3 separate regions of the Mus musculus genome follow, and regions 2 and 3 are each linked to region 1. Evidence: chromatin contacts called from public HiChIP or PLAC-seq and promoter capture Hi-C data. All regions are on one chromosome and are shown on one strand. Each heading gives the region's core, a stretch centred on a gene start, on an enhancer-like site or on the middle of the called end of the contact. The rest is flanking DNA. Distances are from core to core; before and after follow the strand shown. Region 1 holds the start of Dph3 (diphthamine biosynthesis 3). Region 2 has its middle 19 kb from the start of Colq. Region 3 has its middle 45 kb from the start of Btd.

Region 1 (3,901 bases), core at 638-3,137:
CTGCTTTCTAAAACATCAGGTCCAGGGCTGGAGAGATGGCTTGGCAGTTAAGAGCACTGACTACACTTCTAGAGATCCTGAGTTCAATTCCCAGCAACCACATGGCCAGAAAAGGGTGGCCCGGAACTGGAGTTATAGACATAACTAACTTCAATATAGGTGCTAGGAATTTAACGTCGGTCTTCAGGAAGAGCAGCAGTGATATTAACTGATGAACCAGCTCTTCAGCCTTTTGTGTGTTTGCTTTTTAAATAAAAGACCTAAGAACTTATACACACTACGAGCCTCGTGTGGCCGGTAGCCTCCCCAATATGGAGCTCACCAACTTGTCGGCCCCTGCGCTCCAGAGATCCACCTGTTTCTGCCCCTGCTTGCATCAATGCTGGGGTTACAGATCGATATACTTGCCAGGCCATTCCCTACCAACAACTGCATCCATTTCTGCGCATTCAAGAATGGCTCATAAGAACTAAAGATCATCTGAACTAAAGACAGACACTTGGAAATCAGTTTTCTTCCTGTGTCCCAGAGGTTACCTGGGAAGTATTTATACCCATAAAGATAGAAGGCTTTCACTGCATTTCTCTTCTGCCCAGACAGGCTACAGCTAACCTGCAACAGGCTACAAAGATCTCCTAATTGCTATTTAGATCTTCAATTATGTTAAAAAAAAAAAAAAAAAAAGGAATGGAGATCTTTGAAACAACCTTCCATACACTTAAGTTCTGGGTTTTTTCCTCCCAAAGGCTTCTCTGCCCATAGGTTTTCACACTTCAAAAAGGCTTCAAAATATAGTGTCCTTTAAACATGCACAAAATTGGTAATTTATGCACACAACTGTACATACTTAAACACTGTTACAGAAATGTAAACTACATAAGTCATACATGACTGCTGAACTATTCATTCTCGTGCAAAAGAATGTTAGATTCCAAAGGATCTACTCTCAGAAGAGGATGTAAGAACCAAAGAATGTAATTTTCCAACCCCCAGAGCTCTTCAAGTCAAACTGGAATCCAGTTCTGCCATACTACTTTTCACTACACTGCACTCCTCCAGTGAGATGAGTAACTGCTTAGCACTACTCCAAAGTCCCTGGTTGTAACCGGAACAAGCCCAGCACGGCTCTCGGAACAACGTGCTTCTCAAAGAAGAGGCTGCACGCTGACGAAAATACCAGGAACACCATTCCTTTTACCGAGAACTAAAGTTCACATAAATAATTTGTTCCTGGGCTTTAGAGACAGCTAGGCTCATCGTTATGGCCTAGGTATGCAATCTTGGGCAAGATGCCCAGTCTCTAAATCTATGTTAAAGATGAATAAAATGGATTTTTGAACCTCAAGATCAAGTTTAACATATAGGTTGCCCACTAAAAACCCCAATAATTAAAAGCTACTGTGCCCACCACTGCAGTGAATATTTAAAATATGGCTAGAACTCGCCCCTGTCTTGCAGATCTTGGTTCTCTACAACACAACCGGGGTATCAGAAAGTGGCTGGGGTGAGAGAGGCAGTGATGTACCTGCAGGCAAGAACTCATAACAGGCCAAGAGTCACTCAGAGTTCAAGGTCGCCTGAAACGCAATTGCAGGAGCGCTGTGGGCCGAGAACTGGAGAGGACGCTGTGTGGCTCCCTGAGCCTCAATGATTCCCCCTTTCAAGAGGGCGTAGCCTCCGCCAATTCTTTTAATGTCCTCTGAAGTCAGCTATGGAGGACAAGACTCCACCTGCATAGAAAACTCGTTTATATCCCAAGCCCAAACTCCCCGGGCCCCGGACTGACGTAACCGCCATGAGAGGGAGCCCTTCACACTATTGGTCGCTGGCACCCAGTGGACGGAGAACTGCGCAACGCTGCTGCGCAGGAAGCACCATCTTTCCGGCGCTATCTCCATGGCGACCGCGACCGGGTCACCCTTTTGGCCGCGGCGGTAGAAGTTACGTCATCGCCTGTGCGTCCGGAAGTGACTGTTCCTGCGCCAGGGTGGACCGGGAAGACCGGGCCTTACCCTGCCTGGGCGCAGGTAGGCAAGCTGATGCGGTGCCGACCGGGTGACCATGGCGGTGTTTCACGACGAGGTGGAGATCGAGGACTTTCAATATGACGAGGACTCGGAGACATATTTCTACCCTTGCCCCTGTGGGGATAACTTTGCCATCACCAAGGTACTCTAAAGGGCCCGCCGGCGATCCCTCGAGCTTGCGCATTGTCGCTTCCGGTGTCCCTGGGAAGGCTCAGTTACCCACGTGTTCTTCCGAACCCCCGCCCCTAAAGTAGTAACCTAGGCTGTCTAGCATACAGGGTCGGGTTAAGGGCGCTGTTCTCCGTAGTCCCGCCCCTAAGTGTTTTTCTTTTTTTTCTATTTTTTTTTCCCCTGGGAGCTTCTTTGAAGAAGGGAACTTGATTTTGTACCCCAGGGTTTTGGAGGCGATCGAACCAATCTAATCTCCCTGTTTTTTTTTCCTAGATGACACTTGGGAGGAAAGTTCTTTGTGTTGTTACCCAACTAAAGACTTGCCCATAGACATAGGAGAGATTTATGGGAAGTTGACGAAAGGCTATGCTGACCATATGTTGTTTGATTGCGTTGTAGGAAGATTTGGAAAATGGAGAAGATGTGGCCACGTGTCCTAGCTGCTCACTCATTATAAAAGTGATTTATGACAAAGTAAGGGATATGTTAAAGGGGATGGGTGGTGTGAGCTAATGACAAGGGCCTAAAGGAGCCTGTCTGATAGAAAAGGGCGGAAGAGTGTTGGGTGTTGGTTTGTTTTTTGAGACAGGGACCTTAAGTAGCCCTGGCTATACTGGAACTCATGATGTGAACCAGGCTGGCCTTGAATTCACAGAGATCTGCCTTTTATGTAACTTATGATCACTTTGGAAAGGGCAATAAAGAAATTGCTTTGTAATGAAAATTGATGACTTAATCAGGAATGAAAAATTATGGTTATTTTAATTGATGTTCTTCCTTTTGACATTTCTCTTGTATTTAATATTTAGTTTGTTCAGAGCTCTAGGATATTTTTAGAAGATTGCATTTTATTGCTTGCCTAGCTTATGTACAGAATCTACCTTGTTTGAGATATAGTTCCTAGATGTAATGTTACAGTTCCATGTTCCTTTGTATCCATTAGGAATGGCAATAGAAAAGGGGTAAATATCTTTACTTCCCACCCAAAGCTCAGTTAGTGCTTTGGAGTCTAAGTACAGAATGTAACAGTCTAGAGGATAAATTCTAAAATGACTATAGGGTAAGTTGGACCAAAGCACAGAACTTTGTGGGAGAAGCAGGTGTTAATTTAGACAATAATAGAAATGTAATGATTCATTCTTATTTTAAAATGGTTTATGGAGCAAAGAACAATGGACAGACTAGGGACTGACTCCTTGGGAATCACACTGTAGAGGATGTGTAGTAACTGGGAAAGTTTTTGTGGTAGCTGGCATAAACCAGCATGAAAGATCAGAGTGTGAACTTCATTTACAAGTAGTTACTGTTGCAGGTATATGTTGGGAAACACACAAAGGCATTCTTTTTATTACTCATTTTGAAGAGGTTACATATTTGAATGACCAGATATTGATCTGAAATATAAAAACTTGATAGTTGTGATGTGTTTATTTCTGGGAACTGGTTGCTCCCTAGCTAAGATATTTATGAGACACTGCATATTAACTAATGACCTCAGGGCTAAACTTCAGTATACTTTTAGATTCTGGTTCTAGTGCTGACACCAGCTCTCTGTACAAAAATAAAGTGTTATTGGGTCTGGGGAGATGGATTAGAGGCTAAGAGCTTCCAAAAGGAGTGGCCATTTACATCTTCCACAGTGGTGGCTCACAGCCACCTGCAACTCTAGCCCCAGGGAATCTGGTGCCCTCTTCTTCCCTCAC
Region 2 (3,901 bases), core at 809-3,308, 490 kb after region 1:
CTCCACGGAGTCTACAAGGGTAACCCTAGTGAAAAGTACTAACAATGGGGACTAGAGAGTCTGAACTGACCATCTTCTCTGATCAGGCAACTATGAGCCCAGGTTAGTTGGGCCACCCCAACTCCCCAAAGTCAAAGAAATGATTACTATTGATATTCTGCTGTACTTGTAGATGGGAGCCTACCCTAATCCTCATCAGGGATACGATCCAGCAACTGATGGAAACAAATGCAGAGACCCACAGCCAAACCTTAGGCAGAGCTGGAAGATTCCTGCAGAAGAGGGGGAGGAAGGATTGTAGGAGCCAGAGGGGTCAAGGACACCACAAGAAAACCCACAGAATCAACTAAGCTGGGCTCATAGGGTCTCTCAGAGACTGAAACAACAACCATGGAGCCTGTATGGCTCTGACCTAGGTCTTCTGCATATATGTTACAGTCGTGTAGCTTGGTGTTCTTGTGGGAGTCTAACAGTGAGAGCGGGAGCTGATTTCTTTTGCTTGCTTTTGGAACCCCTGTCCTCCTACTGGGTTGCCTTGTCCAGCCTTAATATGAGGGCAGTTGCCTAGTCTTACTGCAACTTGATATGGCATGGCTGGTTGATAACATTAGGAGTTCTACCCTTTTCTGAAAGAAAATGGGAGGAGTGGATCTGGGGAGAAGGAGGGCCTAGAAGGAGCGGAGGGAGGGGAAACTGGTCAGAATGTAATGTATGAGAGAAGAGGCAAGGGAGAATAGGAGATGTACCACATCCCACAGAGATTCATGAGGCAACACTCAAGCAGAGAGCATTACTGAGTCATTGACAGAAGAAAAAGGCGAAGATGGGGAAACCCGATCAGGGCAGGTCTTGGGTAGTGTGGGGCTGTCCCCAGTTGACTCCAAGTAGCACTGACAAACTTAGGGCAGGAGGATCCAGAATGGAGAGCAGATAAATGTGGACCACAAAGGGGAAAACTGGGGTGCTCAGCCTGGGATTGGTTGGTTTACGCATGAAAAGTGAGCTGACAGCCACTGCTGGTGAAGTTTGACTTCACTGGGACCAGAGCATCCCACCAGGAGGGGCAAACCCCCAGGGTCAGCGCATCCCTCCATACAGGAGGAAAAGCTGTGGTTGAAACAGTGTCCCTAAGTGGTCAAGTCAGTAGGAAACGACATCTGAGAAATTTTGTGTCTTATTTGTTACTTCTTTTTGTTTGTTTTGTGTTTTGTTGTTATTTTTTAAGCTTCATTTGTTTTTGTTTGTTTGTCTGTTTTTTTTTTTAAGATAGGGTTTCTCTGTAGCCCAGGCTGTCCCAGAGCTCTCTCTGTAGACCAGGCTGTCTTTGAAGGCAGAGATCCTCCTGCCTCTGTCTCCAAGTGCTGGGATCAAAGGCGTGCGCCACCACCGCTGGGTATTCTATTAGAGAATAGCATCTTTCAGTTTCCTGAAGTTTTGTTTTGTTTGCTTGTTGGTGTTTGTCCTTCAGCAAGGTTTTTAAGGTTTTATGATACTGACATTACAGAACTTTTGTTAAATTTGTTTCTGGACACATATCTGTTTCATTGTCAATGTAAATATGTTTTCAACTTCCACTGTATTTTATGTTTAATGTTTGCATATTTTGTGTGTGGATTCTATACCTAATGAATATTTTCTTGAGATGACATTTCCTGTAACTCTAGTTGACCTCGAATTCACTATGCAGCTGATGACCGTGAACTTCTGATCCTACTTCCTTGACCGTCTAAGAGCTGGGGTTACAGCACACATGACTGTGTCCCATTTACTCACTGCTGGGGATGGAACCCAGGGCTTTGTGCGTGTTATGCAAGCTCTCTGCCAACTGATCTACAGCCTCAGTCCTGAGGGACTCTCAGAGACTTCTCCTTTCTCACCCAGAAGCTAGTTCTCGAAAAGCAACGGTCAGTGTACTGGCAAACAGCTGTGCTTCTAGAGGTCTGACACTCAGCACATCCCTTACCTCCGTCCTTCAGAAGCAAAGGATGATGGGAAGCCTCCAGTGAGCGTTTCCTGAGCCTGCAGTGTTTTCTTATTGTTACAGTATAGATTTTAAATGTTCTCCAAGAGCCCATATGCTAAATGTCTGTGGCATTGTTGGGGCGTGGGGCCTAGTTGAAGGAAGTTTGTTCTTGAAGGTGTATTAAACCCCGACCCTTCCCCTATTTTTGCTTCCTAGTCGCCACAAGGCCATCATCTTTGCTCTATTATATATATGCTCCCTAACACAGCATCCTACCTTGCCACAGTCCCCAGTGGGGCCTACCAATACAAACTGAGAAACCATTAGCTGAGATGTTGTTTCTTTTGTTAAGTTGATTTTCTCAGGTATTTTAGTACGGCAGCGAAAAAGCTGACTATCAAATGTCTGCCCCTAAGGTATTAACAACACTGGGAGTGGATTTCTAACATTGCTGATCGGTTACTTTTTCCTGAACTGCCTTCCTTCCAGTCATTGAGGCCAGTGATAACGACAAACACTGAAACAGCTGTAGTTGATTGTTTTACTTTGTTTTGTTTGTTCTTGTTTTTTGTTGTGTGGTCTTAATCTTTAAAAATCTTGGCCAGTTTCATCTGGTAAATTTGCCAGGGTGGTAATTTTACCTCCCTTTCCCATATAGGAAACACAAGTAAAGAAGGCCATTGTAGTGCAGGTCCTCTTGGGAGACCAATGATAATGCATTGACTTAGCCAGGGTCCTCTTGGGAGACCAATGATAATGCATTAACTTAGCCAAGGTCCTCTTGGGAGGCCAGTGACACCACCTGGGGACTTTTGAAAAGGTTGGCTAAACTGTCAGGCAATGGTGGAGGTGGGACCCCAGAGGGAAGGCTCAGATGAAGAGTCCACGTTTCAAGAAGTTAAGGAAAATGGAACCAAGCTTCTCCCAGAGAGTTCTCAGGTCTCTGGGAACAGGGCCACCTTCTCATCCTTGCTGGACTCATTGTGGTGAATAACACAATACCTGGAAGGTGTGGCCTTGGTACAAATAGGTGTGGCAGATCTCACAGTGGCAGCTGGGGCTCTGGTTTCAGCTGTGCATCCTGGAAGGAGTCTCTAGGCTGCCCCCGGCATAGTCTTGAGGTCTCCTTGCATTTAGGGGACAGGTGTGTGTGTGAGTATGTATGTTGTGAGTGTGTGTGAGTGTGTGTAAGTGTGCGAGTATGTGTGTGTGAGTGTGTGTGTGTGTATGTGAGTATGTGTGAGTGTGTGTGTGTGTGTGTGTGTGTGTGTGTGTGTGTGTGTGTGTGTTTGTATGTGTGTGTACAGAATTCATTCTGCAAGACAGGTCTGCCATTTTGGACAGATAGTATCTGGTGGGGAAAGGCTTTGCACATGATGAGCTTGTGCCCAGACTGTTTCTGCTTTGGTAGGTTTCAGCCTCTGGGAGCCTCACTTTCTCTTCTCTCTAGGGAGGGTGATAGAAAAACTGAGCTTTGAGTTGTGTGGTATATGTACTGCTCCCAGAAATGCTTAGCAGCCAGCAGAGCAGCCTCCCACTCCAACCTCTGTTCACATGCTGGCCCCTTGTAACCCTTTGGTGAGCAAAGTCCCCACAACCACCCGGTGACCGTGTCTGACAGTTTGGGGAGGGCACATTTCACTTGGCAGTCTTCCTTCCACACCTCAGCACAGGGCTGAGCTGTACTGTTAGCTCAGTAAAGGCCCATTCATCTGAGGCAAACTGAATTAGCCAGGCAGTCGGCAGCCAGGAAGTCACATGCTGCATTCCCAAACCAAGGAGAAATTAGTTTTAAATTATTTGTTGGTTGCTATTACCCATGCCACAGCTCCCTCCTATTAGGGCACATCAGAGAAAATTGGCTGCAGTCGATGAATGGATGTTTAGCAAGCCCTGTGCAAGCATGGGGCTGTGTCTGTTCATGTGTGGGAAGTGGAG
Region 3 (3,901 bases), core at 628-3,127, 400 kb after region 1:
TAGAGAACAAAGAGAAATGTCAGAGTTGACTTCATAGCATAACATAAAGCTATAGTAAACGATAGACTACTGACTGCAGAGTATGACACTGGGAGAAAGTGGAACAGAATAGAGTGCAGGCATAGGAATCAATAGTCAGCTAATCTTTGACAATAGAGTTAGGGGGATATAATAGAGCCAAAGAAAACCATTTAGGCAGACAGCAGGGATTCATGGACATCTACTGAAAGTATAGACACAGATGTACATACTTCTCAGAACCGAGTTCAGAAATGGATTTCAGATCTAGATGCAAAACCTCAGTGAGCTGGGATTTGGCAGGTTTTAGGCTCCATCTGTAAAGAAGAGAAGCTAAGCTTCAATAAAATGTTTAAATTCTTTGCACAAGTTGACTGGAAGAGAATGAAAGGCAGGACATAGGCTAGGATAAAATACTAACAAAAGGCATAGCCAATAAAGGAGTGTTATCCAAAATGTACAGATGACTTTAAAATCCATAGAACGAGCCACCCTGCCCTCACTGTGGGCGGAGGAGGGCAGTGGGCACCATTAAGATGAACATAGACATGATGCAGAGATGGGGAAAAATAGAAAAATGGAATGTAAGGTTGGCAGAGTGGTGCAACAACCTGGAACTTATGCAGATACAGACTCAGCCCCAGCTGAGGGGCCACAGGATCACCTTGGCTCTAGGCAACAATGAAGCCTGAGACGACTGGATTGGATCTCCTTGAAAGACCACCTTTGTCCATGATGCCACCAGGGGCCATGTTGGTGTCTGGTCCATTCTACTGCCCCAGGCATCCAGGAAGCCTGAGATCTATGTGGATGTTTGTAGTCTGTCCTGGTGACTGGTTGCCTTGGTGATGCCCTCTGAGGGCCTGCTAGTTGTGATTGGCATGTGTAGCCGTCTGAGGACATGAAGTCCATGGTCTGTGCACCCACTGAGGGCCATGAGTAGGTCACTGGTCCTGATAAGACCAGGGGCTGTGTTGATGTCTGTGGCCTACATTACTCCTGAGGTCTGATGTCCATGGTCTGGGCTGCCATGTTTATGTCTGTGGATCAGGGAGAGCTGGCCCCACCCCTCACCAGCATGGTGTGGGCATGCCAGAGAGCTGGCCTGCACCTGTGGAAGTATGAGCTGGCCCTGACATTGCAGCAGCCTCACAGAGGTGCCAACCATGGCACAAGTTTGAGGGAACCGTCCTGCTCTTCCCCAGCTGTCTCACTGCTCTCCACAGTTGATGGCCTATGGTGGGGATGCAGGTGGGAAAGACTCATCTTCCCTTGGGAGACTGACCACTAGGAATTGTCCATGCTCCATGATTGTGTGGACAACACAAAATGGACTTGTGGGTTTTCTTTCTTTCATTCTTTTTCTTTTTAGGAGGTGGAGGGTCACCAGTGAGGGGGGCTCACATGGGGGAAGCAAGCATAACGGGTGCATGTGAGATTCCCAAATAATAAAACAAAAAAATGTTAAACTCTTTTTAAAGCCTTGGAAAAGAGAGGTTAAGGCTCTGAATTTGGAAAATAGAATATTAATTTAAAAATAGATCTATAATAACCCTTTGTGGAAAATAGGCAACAGACCTTACCAAGCCAGATAAAGGGTGTTCTCCCCTTTGTGGTTTCACTGTAGACCAGAAAATGAAAATGTCAAAATCAGGAAGTAAGCAGTTCTCAAGTCCCGAAGCTGTGCACCGTTCTGGTTAGTGTGGTAAAGCAGCTCCTCGCCCTCTCTGCCCCTCTAGGGGACACAGGGGACACGGGTCATTCGCACGCCCCGCGTATCCACCCTGGACATACCAGCGCCTGCCCATCCCTTAGCCATCCTGCCCATCAGAGCGATTGCTGCAGAGTCTCAGTGCTAGAGTCCAGCTAACCCTGACTGTGTTTTATATGTGTCTCAAGTCATGAAAAGCATGGTGTAGGGTTCAGGCAAGAGGAAGGTAGAATTCCCGCAGAACCCCACCGTGAGTGGCAGGGCTTCGAGCAGACCTCTGTGAAGGGGAGCTGAAGCAGAGAGCCTTTCCCAATGGCTGTGACAGTGTTGCCTCCTGACAGGGCCATCTCTTCACTTTTCCTTGCCTTTGTTTCCTGGCTGTGAAACAATAGTGGTGTGCGATGTACAGGGTTTCCGAGCAGTGCTGCCATCTCTGCTACAGACGTGGTGGGAATTAAGTGAGAGTGCGTGGAAGGGGGCTGGTGTGTAACACGCACAGGGTAAAGGTTAGCTCTCTTCTCTGCCCTGGCATTTTATGGGAAGGATTAAATGAGATAATAGACAGCCTAGAATCTGAACTCAGTGAGTTGATGGCTTTGTGACTTTAAAACTAGTCATTTAACTTCTCTGAACTTCAAGTGTTTTGAGGGTTTTGTTTGTAAAATGAGAACATTTAACATTTTTTCCTATTCTTTTATCTCTCTGGCTGCTGTTGCTTGGGGGCTTCTTGTTTTTTTTTTTTTTTTTTTTTTTGAGAAGGGATCATGGAAGATCGGTAGGAGGGACACATGCAGAGGAGATGGGACATGGTCTGGTGTTAGGGAGCACTCCTGAAAGGCGACTTGCCAAACACTTTGCTGCTATGACACTCTTCTCCTAAAGAAGACGTTATGTTTTTTCAGGGAATGAAAATCATTCAAAAGTCATCTAAAACCTACTGCCTTGGTCTGCGTCTGCAAAAACGCACATTCACTGTGCAAGAGTCTGACTAAAGGAAATGCCTTTGTGGAAGGAAGTTAGGGAGGGTGGAGCCTGAGGTGGCTTCAAGTCTACCCTCAAAGACATCAGTGATCAATTCCTTCTGTGCGACAAATATCTGACAAAGTACACAGAAGCCCTTGGGCCCAGAGTGCCCTTCTTCCCAGAATGTCTCTGCTTTAGTATCCTCAGCATGTTCTCAGAAGCCGAGGGTGAAAGCCTGGCCTAATGGAGCACTACAGGGCAGAGAAGGCTCCTCAAGGCTGACTCAAGATGAGAGTGTGTGTACAAATTAAGGTTTTTGAGCCTTACCCCCCCCCCCCCCCGCTGGTGTAGACTGTATTTGCACCAACCTCAGTACAGTTTCCAGTTCTACCAATCACAGGCCCCACATATAGACCAGTCTCAAATCCTGCATTGCACCAATCACCAGCATTGCATCTTGCTGAGTTACTGAGAGCTGCAGCAGCTGAGGGCAGGGCTGCAGGGCTCTGAGCCCTGTCTTGCCTGCAGTACTGCCTTCTAAGGCAGGTGCAGCTGATCTGGAGTAGTTGTGACTCCCAAAGATATGATCCAGATATCTAGGAAATGGGGGTGGGGGTTGCCAAAGCATGGGCAAGAAAACACTAGGCGGTACACTGAGAAGCTGTGCTTAATGGCCTGGCAATATTCTTTTGACACCAGGCACTTTCATTCCCAAACACTATTGTTTCTCTGTGTGGGGCAGCGTAGCATCACTCAGGTAAGAGGTATGGGCAAGATGACTCCATCATTAACCAGAGAAGAGCTTTTGAAAGGGCTGACACACATTCTGGGCTGACCAGCACTTGGTTAGATGCACTGTTGCTTGCCTTGAGCACAGTGACACCTCTGCTCATCTCTGTTGCCATGCAGGTTATGTCCTCGGTCCCCTGGTGTCCTTTGTCTGCTTGAAGGCTCATAAACTTCATGCCCAGAGAAATTGCTGAAGGCTCATAAACTTCATGCCCAGAGAAATTGCCAGGCTGCTCTGGGGACTCCCCTAAGCACCCCTCCACTCACCCACAGGCAGGATCTCCTGTGCCTCTGAGACCATCTGAGCTATGTGGGATAGCTCTGGGCCAGGACATTGCCCAACACAGGAAGAGTCTCTCTCCTGCAGCATGCTTAGGCAGGCCTTGTCATGGCTATTCTTTTTTTTTTTTTTTTTTTTTT

Evidence for each region. Promoter capture Hi-C pulls out the DNA fragments that hold promoters and counts their contacts. HiChIP or PLAC-seq counts read pairs in DNA pulled down with a chosen protein or histone mark.
Region 2: a contact with region 1 is called in a promoter capture Hi-C map of pre-B cells, with 3 times the contacts expected there. The contact joins the enhancer-like site here to the promoter of Dph3 in region 1. A contact is called at or near these places in 13 of 39 promoter capture datasets (the 3T3-L1 cell line, 3T3-L1-derived adipocytes, the C10 cell line and 6 more), 2 of 15 datasets of contacts at CTCF or cohesin (embryonic stem cells and stem cell-derived epiblast-like cells), 7 of 484 Hi-C or Micro-C datasets (the HL-1 cell line, the N1E-115 cell line, Sertoli cells and 2 more), 11 of 115 datasets of contacts at active chromatin or transcription factors (the 230-238 cell line, T-cell acute lymphoblastic leukemia, acute myeloid leukemia and 4 more) and 1 of 9 other capture datasets (embryonic stem cells).
Region 3: an H3K4me3 HiChIP or PLAC-seq map of pro-B cells shows a contact between it and region 1, with 3 times the contacts expected there. The contact joins the enhancer-like site here to the promoter of Dph3 in region 1. A contact is called at or near these places in 11 of 39 promoter capture datasets (the 3T3-L1 cell line, the HPC-7 cell line, embryonic stem cells and 6 more), 1 of 15 datasets of contacts at CTCF or cohesin (embryonic stem cells), 1 of 484 Hi-C or Micro-C datasets (regulatory T cells), 19 of 115 datasets of contacts at active chromatin or transcription factors (the 230-238 cell line, T-cell acute lymphoblastic leukemia, acute myeloid leukemia and 10 more) and 3 of 9 other capture datasets (adipose tissue, embryonic stem cells and pancreatic islet).

The regions. Positions count from the first base shown.
Region 1 is chr14:32,083,678-32,087,578 of GRCm38.p6, reverse strand. It overlaps Dph3 (diphthamine biosynthesis 3), which reads left to right and starts at 1,887. Exons shown (of 3, transcript NM_172254.4): 1 at 1,887-2,169; 2 at 2,598-2,672. The coding sequence starts at 2,062. Oxnad1 (oxidoreductase NAD-binding domain containing 1) reads right to left here and starts at 1,851. Exons shown (of 8, transcript NM_145460.2): 1 at 1,526-1,851.
Region 2 is chr14:31,594,583-31,598,483 of GRCm38.p6, reverse strand. No RefSeq gene overlaps it. Among named protein-coding and RNA genes, the nearest start is that of Colq, 19 kb to the right of the region's middle. Within about 2 kb of position 2,058, at least 42 of the 459 cell types and tissues checked have an H3K27ac peak or open chromatin away from gene starts, as enhancers often do. A contact at or near this core is called in the 230-238 cell line, acute myeloid leukemia, hematopoietic stem and progenitor cells and 2 more, where this site is marked.
Region 3 is chr14:31,683,702-31,687,602 of GRCm38.p6, reverse strand. No RefSeq gene overlaps it. Among named protein-coding and RNA genes, the nearest start is that of Btd, 45 kb to the right of the region's middle. Within about 2 kb of position 1,877, at least 112 of the 459 cell types and tissues checked have an H3K27ac peak or open chromatin away from gene starts, as enhancers often do. A contact at or near this core is called in the 230-238 cell line, the HPC-7 cell line, acute myeloid leukemia and 5 more, where this site is marked.